Linked DNA regions of Bicyclus anynana: region 1 is linked to region 2. A link is a contact called in public Hi-C data. All regions are on one chromosome and are shown on one strand. Each heading gives the region's core, a stretch centred on a gene start, on an enhancer-like site or on the middle of the called end of the contact. The rest is flanking DNA. Distances are from core to core; before and after follow the strand shown.

What was found. A called contact is a pair of places that touch in the nucleus more often than the background predicts.
Region 1: a Hi-C map of whole larva shows a contact between it and region 2, with 5 times the contacts expected there. The contact joins the promoter of LOC112051318 here to the enhancer-like site in region 2. A contact is called at or near these places in 2 of 2 Hi-C or Micro-C datasets (whole body and whole larva).

The regions. Positions count from the first base shown.
Region 1 is chr13:9,084,621-9,091,359 of ilBicAnyn1.1, reverse strand. It overlaps LOC112051318, which reads right to left and starts at 4,942. Exons shown (of 3, transcript XM_024089917.2): 1 at 4,784-4,942; 2 at 2,542-2,745. The coding sequence starts at 4,856.
Region 2 is chr13:8,898,795-8,905,825 of ilBicAnyn1.1, reverse strand. LOC112051327 (lysine-specific demethylase 3A) reads right to left here. Exons shown (of 17, transcript XM_052885110.1): 3 at 3,067-3,180. Among protein-coding and RNA genes, the nearest start is that of LOC112051327, 57 kb to the right of the region's middle. Within about 2 kb of position 3,120, at least 7 of the 8 cell types and tissues checked have open chromatin away from gene starts, as enhancers often do.

The DNA of each region.
Region 1 (6,739 bases), core at 3,693-6,192, 180 kb before region 2:
GTTTGTATGTAAGTGTGTTGTACCTCCTTATCGCTGTGGCTATTGAAGCGATTTGACTGAAATTTAGAATGAAAATAGATTTTAGGTACTCAGAATTAACACATTTCTTTTTATCCCGGAAAAGTCTATGGTTCCGCGGGATTTGTGAAAAACTGGATTCTACGCAGACGAAGTCGCGGGCTTTCGCTAGTAAGAGAATATTTGCGATATCTTTTTTGTATGACCAGTATTCTCATTCCTCTGCAATTAGTCGGTATGGACTGTACAGGAGGGGGTACGGAAAATTTCACAGCGGGTGTGGATCGTTCCTATAATCCAAGGTTTCTCATAGTGGGGTACGCGTATTGGTGGCTTGATAACTGATACCAAATGAAAATTAAGGTTAAATCCATTTGCGACAAGAAACAAGCACACCCATACCATTATTATTACATAGATATTTCTATTAGTACTTGCTACCTTTTATTCAATTAGAAACCTTATTTCTTCAACAAGTTATTTTTTTTCTTTGGGAGGGGGGGTCATTAGTTTGAGAAACCCAAAACCCAGTTTGAGAGCCAAAAGTTTGAGAAACCCTGCTATAACCAATCAATCTATCTGCATGTATCCTTCCCATATATCATTGAGCTGACTTCAAATTAAGCAATGCAATTAAATAACATACAATACTAGAATTAGGATTTTGAAAACCTGTACCCACATTTACTCACACTTAGAGAGAGAGAATAAACTAGTTGGAACAATAAAGCCTTCACAAATACAAACAATGAGAGGATGATGAAACCTGCGCAAACACAATGAGTCACACACTGGTTGTGTTGTGACTTGTGCGAATGTGGTGTGCGCAACAAAGCTTCGCTCTCGATGTGTGATGTGTCGTGACGTCACGTCACACTCCGACGCGTTGGGTTCGGTACTTGCACGCCATTGTTATTGGTGTACAGGGAAATAACGTAATTACTAGAATTTGCAAGTAACTTTGGATGACAGTGATTAGTACCCAATTTTCTGTTCATCAGTTTTATTCCGCGTAGTTGCGGTGGATAAACCTATGTTAGTTGCTGATAATGTAGCTATTCATTCGTAGAAAAATGTTAAATAATTTTATTTCCTTAAAAGTTAATGGATGCTAAGTTAGAATATTCCCTCTTTAATATGTTCTAAATGGTTGTCTTGAAGAAATCCAATTGAATATCTAGATATATAGTTTTACACTTACAAATAATTGTTACAAATTGCTACAGGTTCCTACTATACGAAAAAGGAGGTTGAAGATTTTACAAAAACAGAAACATGCCTATTTAATGTTTTGTTTGGTAAACACAACCACCTGTTTATGTAGGTATACCTACTTAATTTTCCTCAAAACTCGACAAGTTGATTCATAGCGAATTAACACAATGTTGATTGCAAGGCAAGGTAAGTTACAGCTGATGTTAAAAGAGGTTCTATTTTGCGACACCCAAAAACATTAAAACCACCGCCTTGACAAAGAAGATGACTGATGATCGTAACACTCGAATACTATAGCTTATTATTCTTTTAAACATAAAAATGGAAAAGACTTCAAAGACGTATATACCTATCAGTTATTTTGATTTTAACACAAAATTACTAAACCTATTTTAGTGAAAACTAAATGAGACACAAAAAATAATTTTCAAAATTAGCTAATAGGTATTTGACGAAGTTATGAGGTAACAAACATTAAAAAAATAAACGTCGAATTGAGAACATCCTCCTTTTTTCAAGTCGGTTAGAAATATCAGTCAGTTATTAGGTTTCAAGCTCTAATCTGAAAACTATAATCTAAATAATTGCTTTATTAGCTACTGTCACTGTTAACACAGGCATAAGCTTATGCTAGGAAGAAAAAAATCTTGTCAGCCATATGCTCCTAAATCCTACTATAGACATGTTAATTAAACTAACTAACTAACTACAAACAAACTACCTAAATGTTAGATATTTTTTAGAGTTTGTACCGTGGTGCCTTTTTATTGTAGCAGGTTTCAAGCATCCTAATCCTCAAATGGCCAAGTAAAATTAAAATGTGTTTCTTTAAATATTTTCTATGGGGGAATCATGTTCAAAGCTGTAGTAGTTTCATGGCAACCCTCCACTATAGTCGCTTTAACATTGTTTATCGAATGCTTGCCGTGAAGCGACTAGCGACTGCAGGCATGATTCATCTCACCTCATTCATTATGCCGAGGAATTTAGAAAAAGTACTCTTTACACTTAAACGGTTAAGGGTCTTCACCCTTAAAACCTGCTACCTTTTGAAAACACCAAAAAGTTCAAAGATCATCATCATCATATCCATCATTATCAGCCGAAGGACGTCCACTGCTGGAGAAAGGCCTCTTGTATAAACTTTCAAACACCACGGTCTCGAGCTGCCAGCATCCAGTGACTCCCAGCAACCCGCTGGATGTCCTCGGTCCATCTAGTAGGAGGTCGACCAGCACTGCGTTTTCGAGTGCGGGGTCGCCATTCAAATAACATGGCTAATTTCCTTACATTAAAAGGAAAACTTACTTTCTTTATTCTCGCAGTTGTAATTATTCATGACACATTCATTGCCGAAGGACTTGGGCTTTTCCCCTTGTTTCCCTGCGCAGACGGGGTCCAGTTTGACCGACGAGCAGTCGTGCAGGCATGCCTTCTTGCGTGCTGCCTCCGCCTTCAACTCTTTCAGAACTGCCTTATCTGGTCGGCATGAAACCACTACCAGCAACACAGCTGAAATATATAGAAAATAACTTGGCTTTACTATCCAAACTTTCAAAGTTTTAGAAGTGCAACAACCTTTTAAAATGATAATAAAATTGATAATCATTTAAATAACCCTAGATATCCTCGTATTTGATAAATAGTAGATACTAGCGGACGCCCGCGACTTCATCGGCGTGGAATTTAGTTTTTCGCAAATCCCTTGGGAACCGTGGACTTTTCAGGAAGAACAGAGAAAGACTAAAATCTATTTCCAATCCAAATTTCAGCCAAATCGGTGCAGTAGTTGCGGCGTTAAAGAGTAAGAGAGTATTTAGAGTCAGGGATCTTAAATGGTTGGAGAATAATTTTCAGACTCACGCAAACTGTCTAACATAAATAAATTGACTAAAAAACTATGATGACGAAGAAGTGATTTGGTACTAATCTTAGTATGTTCTTGTACGTCTATTGTATAAAATCAAATCGGTAGCTCTTCTTAGGTTCATTTTCATTCATTAAAATTTTTAATACCTCAAAATTACGAGTATGGCTTGTAAAATTATGAACAGAAATCGTAGAACCATACCACATAGGTACGTCTATCATCAATCGCCATACAAAAGAACTTAATAGTGTTCTTAAACATACAGAAATCTCACTCGCTGCTGTGTTTTCACTCGTAAGTTTATCTAAATAAATACACAAGACCTTCGTGCGCAGTTACGCTCTTGCGTCTTTGACCTCAGCAAAGTCCATTATGGTCATAAAATGTTTATCAGATAATCGCAGGAAGAAACACCATTTCGGTCTACCGGGTACCTACTGGATAATGTTATAAATTACATTACTAACGTGTTATGAAGTCACGGCTAAAAGAGGATTTATGACAACGATCTTGCCTGTTTTATTTCAACTAAAAGTTTGCGATTGACTGTGATGTCGCTAAGTGACAATCCAGTTTTAGACTGGTTCCAGTCTTAGTGAGATCCAGTCGTAAAATTGGATCGACACTTTTTGAGATCCAGTCCTGAGTCTTAGAACCGAATCACTAAATTATACCGGTACCTATATTTTTCTTAACACAAATGCCTAAATGTTTTTTTTCCATACTTGGACTAGGGTATAGGACACTAATTAACTTGACGGCAGATCACATCTCACCTGAGTCAACTGAGTCGAGATGTCTTTACTAATTTCCCTATGTCTATCTATTGATATATTTTATAGTCCCACCAAACCAGACCTAAGTCAATTAAGAAATTGTGAATTTCCCAATTAAACAGTAATGGGAATCTTAACCAAAACCATTACAGAATCTATGGCATATTAGATACATACCACAGAGATCGTCGCATTTAACTGCCATTTTATGTACTTACAAAGATATTACTCTTAGGACAATGTTTAATTCCATAATACTATCGTAAATAGGTACATAATAATGTATTTGACAGTAAATACATTACGTAATATAATATGTATCAGATTACCAATACTATAATGTATTAGTAATTTGATACAGTGTAAGTAATGAATAATGATGGTTAAGTAAAACATATATAACTAACATCTTCCGTTTCGATATAGATATGGTATGCGATATGCGAATATTAGATATATCTAGTATACATAAAATCACACCATAAATTTCAAACCTATAGGTTTAAAATGTTCCTAACCATTAAATTTTCTAAATCAGATTTGTCTAGAGAAGGAAATTTTAATAATTAGGTATTGTTGTTACTATTACCGGGGCTCGAGAAAACGTAGGAAAATTGTATGTTGACCTAACAGACACTAACCTGGGATGTTTTGTAATAAATCTGCAATTTTATTTAGGTAGGTAGGTATAGTTTAATATTCGTAACTAAACTGAATCTGTGTTTTAACGAAACAAATCTTTTAACATTTATGTGTAGCGTAGCATAGGACCTTACTGAAAATACTCGTAAATAGATTAGAAAACTCTATAATATTATTGTTAGGTAAATACTTACTCATTTATTTCTCTTTACATCTTGGTTAAATACCTAACTGACAAATAAAAAAAACTTTGTTTGCTCACCAAAAATAAATAGCGTCGCGGCCCTCATTTTCACAAACGTACACAGGTCGCTCGTCCACAGTGAACTGGTCATGAAGGAAGCCAGTTACTCTTTATACCTTGTGCCAATGGGCTCTACTACATGTGCACAATAGCTCGGTGTTGCTGCAATTGTCTATAAATTTCTTAATACATTAAAGTTTATATTTCAATGATAAACGCTACAGCATAAACGTAACCAGCAATGGAAGTCTTCGTGAATTAATATCGTAAGTTTATCTAAGGTCAAATGTTGATTTGAGTTGTACTGGAATTAATCTATTTGAGAGGTCTACGTACCTATACCTACATACATAAATCTAGACGTTTTTTTCGATAGCGATGAACATTCGAGTAGCGATATAAATAAAAAAAAGTTGCTAAGTGTCGCAACGATAAACATCGTCGAAACAAGTTCCAAGATTGAACTTGGGAGGCTTGTTTTCCTCAGCCACTCGTTTTATTTACGAGATATTTTCTTCCAAATAGGTAGGTAAGTAAATTGTGGAACCAGCTTAACCTTACAAATGCAATACCTATATCCTGCAAAGCTTACATTTTGGATTAACTAGATAAAGTTAACTAATAGATAGGTGAAGGACTTTAAGAAGAACTTCTCTTTATAGTAGGGGAGGCGAAGAGGGATTTTTGCAGTTACTCGAGCGCGGCAGATAAACTGGTAGTATACTATACCTTGCACCTTGTATGTTGCCCATAATATCGGTGGGTACGTTTAGGGCAACCAAAAAAAAACTAACTTCAGAAATACTCATCCAGCACATCAGATTAAGATAAGGTAGGTTAGTTGACAGCTAAACAGTGTGCATTTCGAAAATCTGACGATTTGAGCTTAACGTAATGAATGGGAGGGTCCCAAAGTTACAAAATAAAACCCTTATATTCCTGTTAACGAGACACGAGCGAGATTAGTTTTTTACTAATTTTGAATGAACTAATCTCCTGAAAAATCGCTCATGTTTTTTGATGATTTCAGTAAGCCGAAGTAATAAAAATTGTTAAAGTTTGTAGTCTTATTCCTCATCGCTGAAAGCAGAAAAACTATATAACGATTTATTTTTTCTATCATAATACATATAATCTAATCGATTCCAATGACGATTTAGTAACTGCAAATTTAGCATCTCAGGCTACACACTTACCTAAGCTACACTTAAGAGTTTCTGGGGGGCCATCTCAATGTCTTCTAACTTTCTCTGGTCCTTCAGCCTTCTCCTCCTCCTCTACTGTCTCAAACTCCCACAAGAGGGCATTACTGTCCACGTAGAGCTCAGACGAATTGTTATTATGGACCTGCCTCGCCAAACCCCTTTGTAGTAATCGTTTTCGTCGTAAAATGCCGGTCTGTATTTGGTCTGAGACGTGGAGTAATTACCTATAAATGTTCCAAATCGAATGACCCCTTACCATTATGTGCCATTGCTCGTATTTTTGCGATTGACCATTAAAAAAAGTTGGCGATAAAAGCACTTGCCTACTGGACTAAATTGTTGTAAATGATATTTGCAGCCAACAACAAAGTCAATTCAACAACAACAACAATAAACAAAGTATTTAATAAGCGAAGCATATTAATTAAAAAAGAATTTTCAAAATCGGTCCATAATTGACGGAATTATCGCTGGACATACATAAAAAAAAAAAAAAAACATACATACAGCCGAACGTAGAACCTCCTCCTTTTTGGAAGTCGGTTAAAAATATAAAAGTAGAAATTGCTCATAGTGACATCTAGCATCGGATAGCTAAAGCCCTTGACACCATCCATCATGAATAATTTTCTGCGTTGCGCGTTCGTTGCCGTGTTAAATAGAACGGACAGTAGATGGCAGTTTCTCGAGCATTATCGTTTAAATCGTCATTACTACATCTCTTTATTCCACATTCGAAATCGCGAAAATGATTGTGTAGTTTTTTTTG
Region 2 (7,031 bases), core at 1,871-4,370:
ACCACTCTACCGGCAAAGACGTACCGCCAAGCGATTTAGCGTTCGTACGATGTCGTAGAAACCGAAATGGGTGTGGATTTTCATCCTCCTAACAAATTTGCCCGCTTCCATCTTAGATTGCATCATCACTTACCAGCAGGTGAGATTGTAGTCAAGGGCTAACTTGTAAAGAGTACAAAACAAACGAACACATTTGCTATGCTAAAACTAAAACTCCTTACGAATTAAAAGTATTATATTATAATATTTACAGATATATAAATGTATTCATGATATGCAGACTAGAATATGGTATATAAAATGAGGTCGTGATAGCCCAGTGGATATCCTCCTCTCCTCTGCCTCCGATTCCGGAGGGTGTGGGTTCGAATTCGGTCCGAGGCATGCACCTCCAACTTTTCAATTGTGTGCATTTTAAGAAATTAAATATCACGTGTCTTAAACGGTGAAGGAAAACATCGTGAGGAAACCTAGCTAGGCATACCAGAGAATTTCTTAATTCTCTGCGTGTGTGAAGTCTGCCAATCCGCATTGGGCCAGCGTGGTGGACTATTGGCCTAACCCCTCTCATTCTGAGAGGAGACTCGAGCTCAGCAGTGAGCCGTATATGAGTTGATAACGACGACGACGACGAGACTAGAATAACGTTCAACCGATTAAATATGCAAAGAATATAAATGGTTCTAGCGCGGAGCGGTCATCATTTATTTGTGTTCATTTCCCTGGAACAGTGTCGACCCAATACCTAAGCTTAGCAATGACTCAATAACTTGTTTGCAATTGTTTTGTTTATTTTGACAACCTCAATTCCGTAGTTGTGTAATTGTTGCTATAACCTGGAAGGTTGGCATTCGATTAATTAATTCCCAACTCGAATGAATATAACATAGTATAATTTTCTACATTGGCTTTTGTGTAATAAAGTGGTTGGTTTTTTGAACTACTGAATGGATCTAAATGCTTAGAAGTAATTCACGCGTTATATTTGGTTTATTTTTCAAAACATTCATCATCATCATCATTATCAGCCGGTGGACTGCTGGACATAGGCCTCTTGCATGGACCTCGAAACACAACGGTCTCGAGCCACCAGCATCCAGCGGCTCCCTGCAACCCGCTTGATGTCCTCAATCCAACGAAGAGGAAGAGGGTCGATTAAAACTGCGCTTTTCTTTTAAAAAATTAGTTAAAGTTATTTAAAATTAACACTTTGATAGCGTTTTAGCGTTACGGTACGATGCCGCGTACAAATAACATATTGAATGAAACCTGATACCTACCTACTATTGAAGTAATATTTTTAAACTACAAATATCTCTTTTCCAAAAGGAAGTCAGCCAACGCAGTCAGTGCATCAAACCACCAACGCTATCAAATTGTTAACCTATTTCGCAACTACTAGCGCCATCTAGTTGAAAAAGGTTGAACGATTTTATTTAAACACTAGCAGACATCGCGCGGATTAACTCGCGTTGTTCTCGTTCCCGAAGGAATACGGGGATAAAATATAGCCTATATCACTCGGGGATAGAATAGCTTCCCAACAGTGAAAGAATTTTTTAAATGGGTTCAGTAATTTCAGAACCTATTCAATGCAAACAAACAATCAAATCTTTCCTCTTTATAATATTAGTATAGATTGAGAAGACGCACACATAACGGCTTTTCAAATAACACATACGAATTAATAATAATACTACGAAATCAAAAGTGTTTTTTTTTTTTCAGAATTTGGCCTACTGGAGTACGTTGAAACTACAAGTTTATATCATTTATCATCATCAAGCCTATGTCTGCCTTATTGGCTTATTAATTAGCCTAGGTAAGTGGTTTCGGATCACTAGGTCCAAGGTTCCATGCCTGGGTAGCTGTCAATAGTTGAGTTAATTTTCTTGTAAGAAATTGTTATCAGCTAAAATTGTCCGCGCCTCGGAACACGTTAGGCCGTCGGTCCCGGGTAGTAGTTAATGAATTTAACATTATCACTCTTAAGCCCGCCATACCGCATTGAAGCAGCGTGGTGGATCTAAGCTCCAAATTATCTCTCCTACAAGGAGGCCTGGTCCTATAGTAGACCGTTAAAATAGGACAACTTTTTATAATAAACAGTAAATAAACTGTAAATAATTCTAAAAGTCAACACAAATATGAATAAATTTAAATATAAAGCTAAAAGGCCAGCTATTCTTATTAAGAAAACAGGGTCACGGCTTTTTCCATAATGGTTTGAAGGGCTCTGTTCATCTGCTGTTTTAAATTGCTTTTAAAGTAGATTAAACAAGTTTACATTAATATATTATTCATTTCAAGATTATTTCAAGTTATCTCCAAGGAGATACGGTATCGTCGTCGTCGTCATCAACCCATATTCGGCTCACTGCTGAGCTCGAGTCTCCTCTCAGAATGAGAGGGGGTAAGGCCAATAGTCCACCACGCTGGCCCAATGCGGATTGGCAGACTTCACACACGCAGAGAATTAAGATATTTCTCCGGTATCCAGGTTTCCTCTCGATGTTTTCCTTCACCGATTGAGACACGTGATATTTAATTTCTTAAAATGCACACAACTGAAAAAGTTGGAGGTGCATGCCCCGGACCGGATTCGAACCCACACCCTGGAATTGGAGGCAGAGGTCATATCCACTGGGCTATCACGGCCTTACGGTACGGGGGGATACGGTATAACGGCAACTTAATTTAATACTAACTATTTTATTATTTAAAAGATTACTTATTATTTTACTTTAGAGACACGGCATTGCGACAGCCAAGTTAAAAACAGAAGTGTGGTATTACTTATGTTTAACAATGTTAGAATTATCTTATACTAGCGGACGCCCGCAACTTCGTCCGCGTGGAATTCAGTTTATTACAAATCCCGCGGGAACCATGGATTTTTCCGGGATGAAAGTAGTTTATGTGTTATGTAAGTGTTAACTCGGCCTAGTCAGTAATCTGGTAAAACGTTTCTTAAACTTAATAAGTCAGTAACCTGGTACAACGTTTTTTAAACCAAATACGTCAGTAACCTGGTAAAACGTTTCTTATACTAAATAAGTCAGTAACCTGGTAAGGCTGCAGGTTAGCGTAGTCCACGAAGTGCAGCAACCTGTCGTGCACGAACTCGACGGGCTGCGCGTCCGCCTGCAGTGTGACGTCAGCTGACAGCGGCGTGAACGTCTGGAACCGAACATATCTCATGTTAATGTCACTCATATATCATCAAGCTTTGACTTATATGCACGTCTTCCCTACCCCTGAATTTATTAGTTACAAAAAATGCGATAAATGAAGAACCGCTCGACCGATTTTGTCCATACTCACATAAGCCATCTACTAAATAGTTCGAACAAAGCCAAACATTTGGTTTTTACAAGTGAGTCCGTTCTTGAAAAATTACAACGAAAAGTGGCATTGTTTTTTATATATGTATACATATATAGAATATATAGATTATCAGCCGATGGACGTCCACTGTTGGACAAAGGCCTCTTGTATAGACTTCTGAACACAACGGTCTCGCGCCGCCAGCATCCAACGGCTCCCTGCAACGCGCTCGATGTTCTCGGTCTACCTAGTGGGCCGACTGCACTTACCAGTGCGGGGTCGCCATTCTAGCACCTTGTGGATGGATCCCCAACGTCCATCGGCTCTTAGGACTATTTGTCACTCGTTGCCGGTTTATAAAATGGATCACTGATTAGATCATTGTCATATCCCTGACGGGACTGTAGCACCGACTTTTTATAGTAAACTAGCGGACGCCCGCTACTTCGTCCGCGGAAACTTTCAACCCCAATTTCACCACTTCAGGGAGTTGAATTTTAAAAATTCTTGAATCACATTATATTTCGTATATTATTATGAACAAATAAAATTTAAAATAAACAAATTTTTAAAACTTTTAATAAATTTTAACCTCTATTTCACCCCCTTCTATTTTTATTTTAAGTTCAAAAAGTAATTAATGTTTTGCTCCATGGTCCCATTTACCATTATACCAAAATTCATCCTGATCGGTTCAGTCGTTTTAGCCGTGAAAACTTAACATACAGACAGATTTTCGCATTTATAATATTAATATAGATGGCGACTTGGAGCTTAAATCCACCATGCCGGGTCGATTGACGATTGGTCTGTAACGCTATCAAGTGTTAATAACATTAATCGAGATATCGTGGGCTGCTACTATGAATTTCTTAGAAGTAAGAAAACATTTTAATTTTTTATAGCCCAGATTAACTTAACCTTAGTTATGTAATAAAGGGTAAATGGTAAACAAAACTAAACAAAAAAAAGAAATATGTATTCAAAATTTCTAAATGCGAAACGAAAAGTTCTCGACGGCAGACCGCGCCCGATCAATCTAATCAGTATTCTATGCGGCTCGAGTTGAATAACAACTACAAAATCACCTTCAAAATTCAATACACTTTGCTATGTACATACAAAATTAAGTGGTTGCTTATAGGTACTTCGAAAAACGTCACGGACTAGATTAATGTAAAACAAACTTCTATTTCAAAGAAAGGTGACGCCGATCTTAGAAAAACATTTGGCGAAAAACATAATATTATTTTTATATGAAAAGAGTGTTATTTTTAGGCAAACATTGTGTCAAACACAGGTTTCAGATAAATTATTGAGAATAATATATCTAACATTGGGTCTAAAGTGGTATTAAAATCCAGACCTTACAATTTTAAGCCACCCAAGTAACAGCTGGTGCTTTTAGGCTTCTTTTGAGCCTGTAGCTTTTTAAAGAATCTATACTGTAGAATTTATGGAAAAAATATTTAATCAGAAAATCCAAATATTCCAAAATATGCCATTAATCTCGGAGCTACCGAGACAATGAGACTCTCCAGTCCTCATGAATGAGGATCGTAATCACCTCCGTGGTTTTATTGTTTGACTATCTGACGCCGCGCGGTTTCACCCGCGTGGTTTCCGTTTCCGTAGGAGTATGGGGATAATATATAGCCTATAGCCTTCCTCGATAAATGGGCTATCTAACACTGAAAGAACTTTTCAAATCGGACCAGAAGTTCCTGAGATTAGCGCGTTCAATCAAACAAACAAACTCTGCAGCTTTATATATTAGTATAGAGTATAGATTTGATAAGAATAGATTTCAAAAATACTGAATCGAATTTAAATATTTCATAATGCATGGAAACCAATTAATCGCTAATAAGCGAGTAACATACTCGTACTATATTTTATCCCTGTACTCTCTTTGAAATGGAAACTACGAGGGTGAAACCGCGAGAAAACTGCTATATTGCTATATTGTATGGACCCAGGCCGTTTTAAAATGTACTGGCGCTTGTCTTCTTCATTTGATCTAATCATGTCAGAGATTAACGTCAAAAATTCTGTCGTCCATTTTGTGACGTCACTAACACACTTGATGTACTAAACGTCGAACTAATTGTTAACTATATTTTTGTCAAACGCTCCATTTGTGTGGGATTTATTATAGTGACGTCATGAAACAGTTGAAAGACTGTCATGGCCGACAGACGTTTTGGCTAGTACTGTCAAAAACATATTTCAGTCTGGTAGAATGATAATGAACTATTTAAGACCATTAAAAAAAGTGTCAACTAGCCTATGCTTGTTTAGCATTGGCTAGTCCCCATAAAAATGCGTACACGTGCAATAAATAAAGATACGTATGGAACCCATAGAGATAGTGACGCGCACCGCTGGGAGGTCGCTCGGACACGTGAGAACTGAATTTCATTAACACCATTCGCATTCGCTCCCATTACAAAATATTTGCACACATTAGTGACGGCTGATAAGGCAATGGCGTTTAGATATTAATATGCGGGCTTCGATCATATTACATTTACGTGAATACGTAAACGTAACGTGGGTACTCGTGGTGTTAACTAATCGAAATTTCAATCAGTCATTAAAAAAAATCAAAACAAACGGACACTACACATGGACGATTATCTGAACAGTTTCTACTGTTCAGTTAAAACTGCTGGTTTGTAGCATGGGTTAACCCGCCTTAACTTTTTTTTTAAATAAAGCCTGCAGACTTGACGGTATACTATACATAGTGTGCGGCTCCTAGTAAGTACAATAATATCAATTATGGAGTTTGGAAGGAAGCAAGTATCAAGGCTCCACATCCTCAATTAGCCAAGTATAAAACGTATTTTTTTTATATTTTGTACATGATGTCATGAGAAGTCATTGTCTTCAGTCACCAAAGCGCTTCGTTTCAACGCTTTAAAGTTCTCTTTAAAAAACCTTTAACGGTATTTTTCGAAGGGTTTTGACGGCTTCCGTGGCGCAGTGGTATGCGCGGTAGATTTACAAAACGGATGTCCTGCGTTCGATCACCGGCTGGACCGATTGAGATTTTCTTAATCGGTTCTGGTCTGGCTGATGAGAGGTTTCGGCCGTGGCTAGTTACCACCCTACCGGCAAAGACGAACCGCCAAGTGACTTAGCGTTCCGGTACGATGTCGTGTAGAAACCGAAAGGTGTATGAATGGATTTTCATCCTCCTCCTTATAAGTTAGCCCGCTTCCATCTTAGACTGAATCATCACCACTCAGATTAAAAAAAAAGGTTGCCACAAAGCAAGTAAATGGCCACTAGAGACATGATTTCTCATGATGATATGAAGAGACAAAAAAAAAAAAAATACGGACCCACCTACCTACCCCTACCCCGTCTTCTTTGCTATAAACCTCACGGAGCCCGCGATCTTTTCAACGAATGCAAAACCGTGAAAATCGGTTCGTGCGTTCTGGAGTTATAGCGTCAGGAAGGAAAACCCGACTTTTTTTTTATAAAAAGTATCCTATGTCGTTCTCCTGGCTCTAAACTACCTCCCTGCCAATTTTCAGCTAAATCGGTTCAGCCGTTCTTAAGTAATAAGTGGAGTAACTAACACGACTTTTTTTATATATAGGTATACCTAAGATTAATAGAAATAGGTCAAAGGTATCATAATTATTATACGATAAAATACATACGATTACTATTAACTCGATTAAAATACA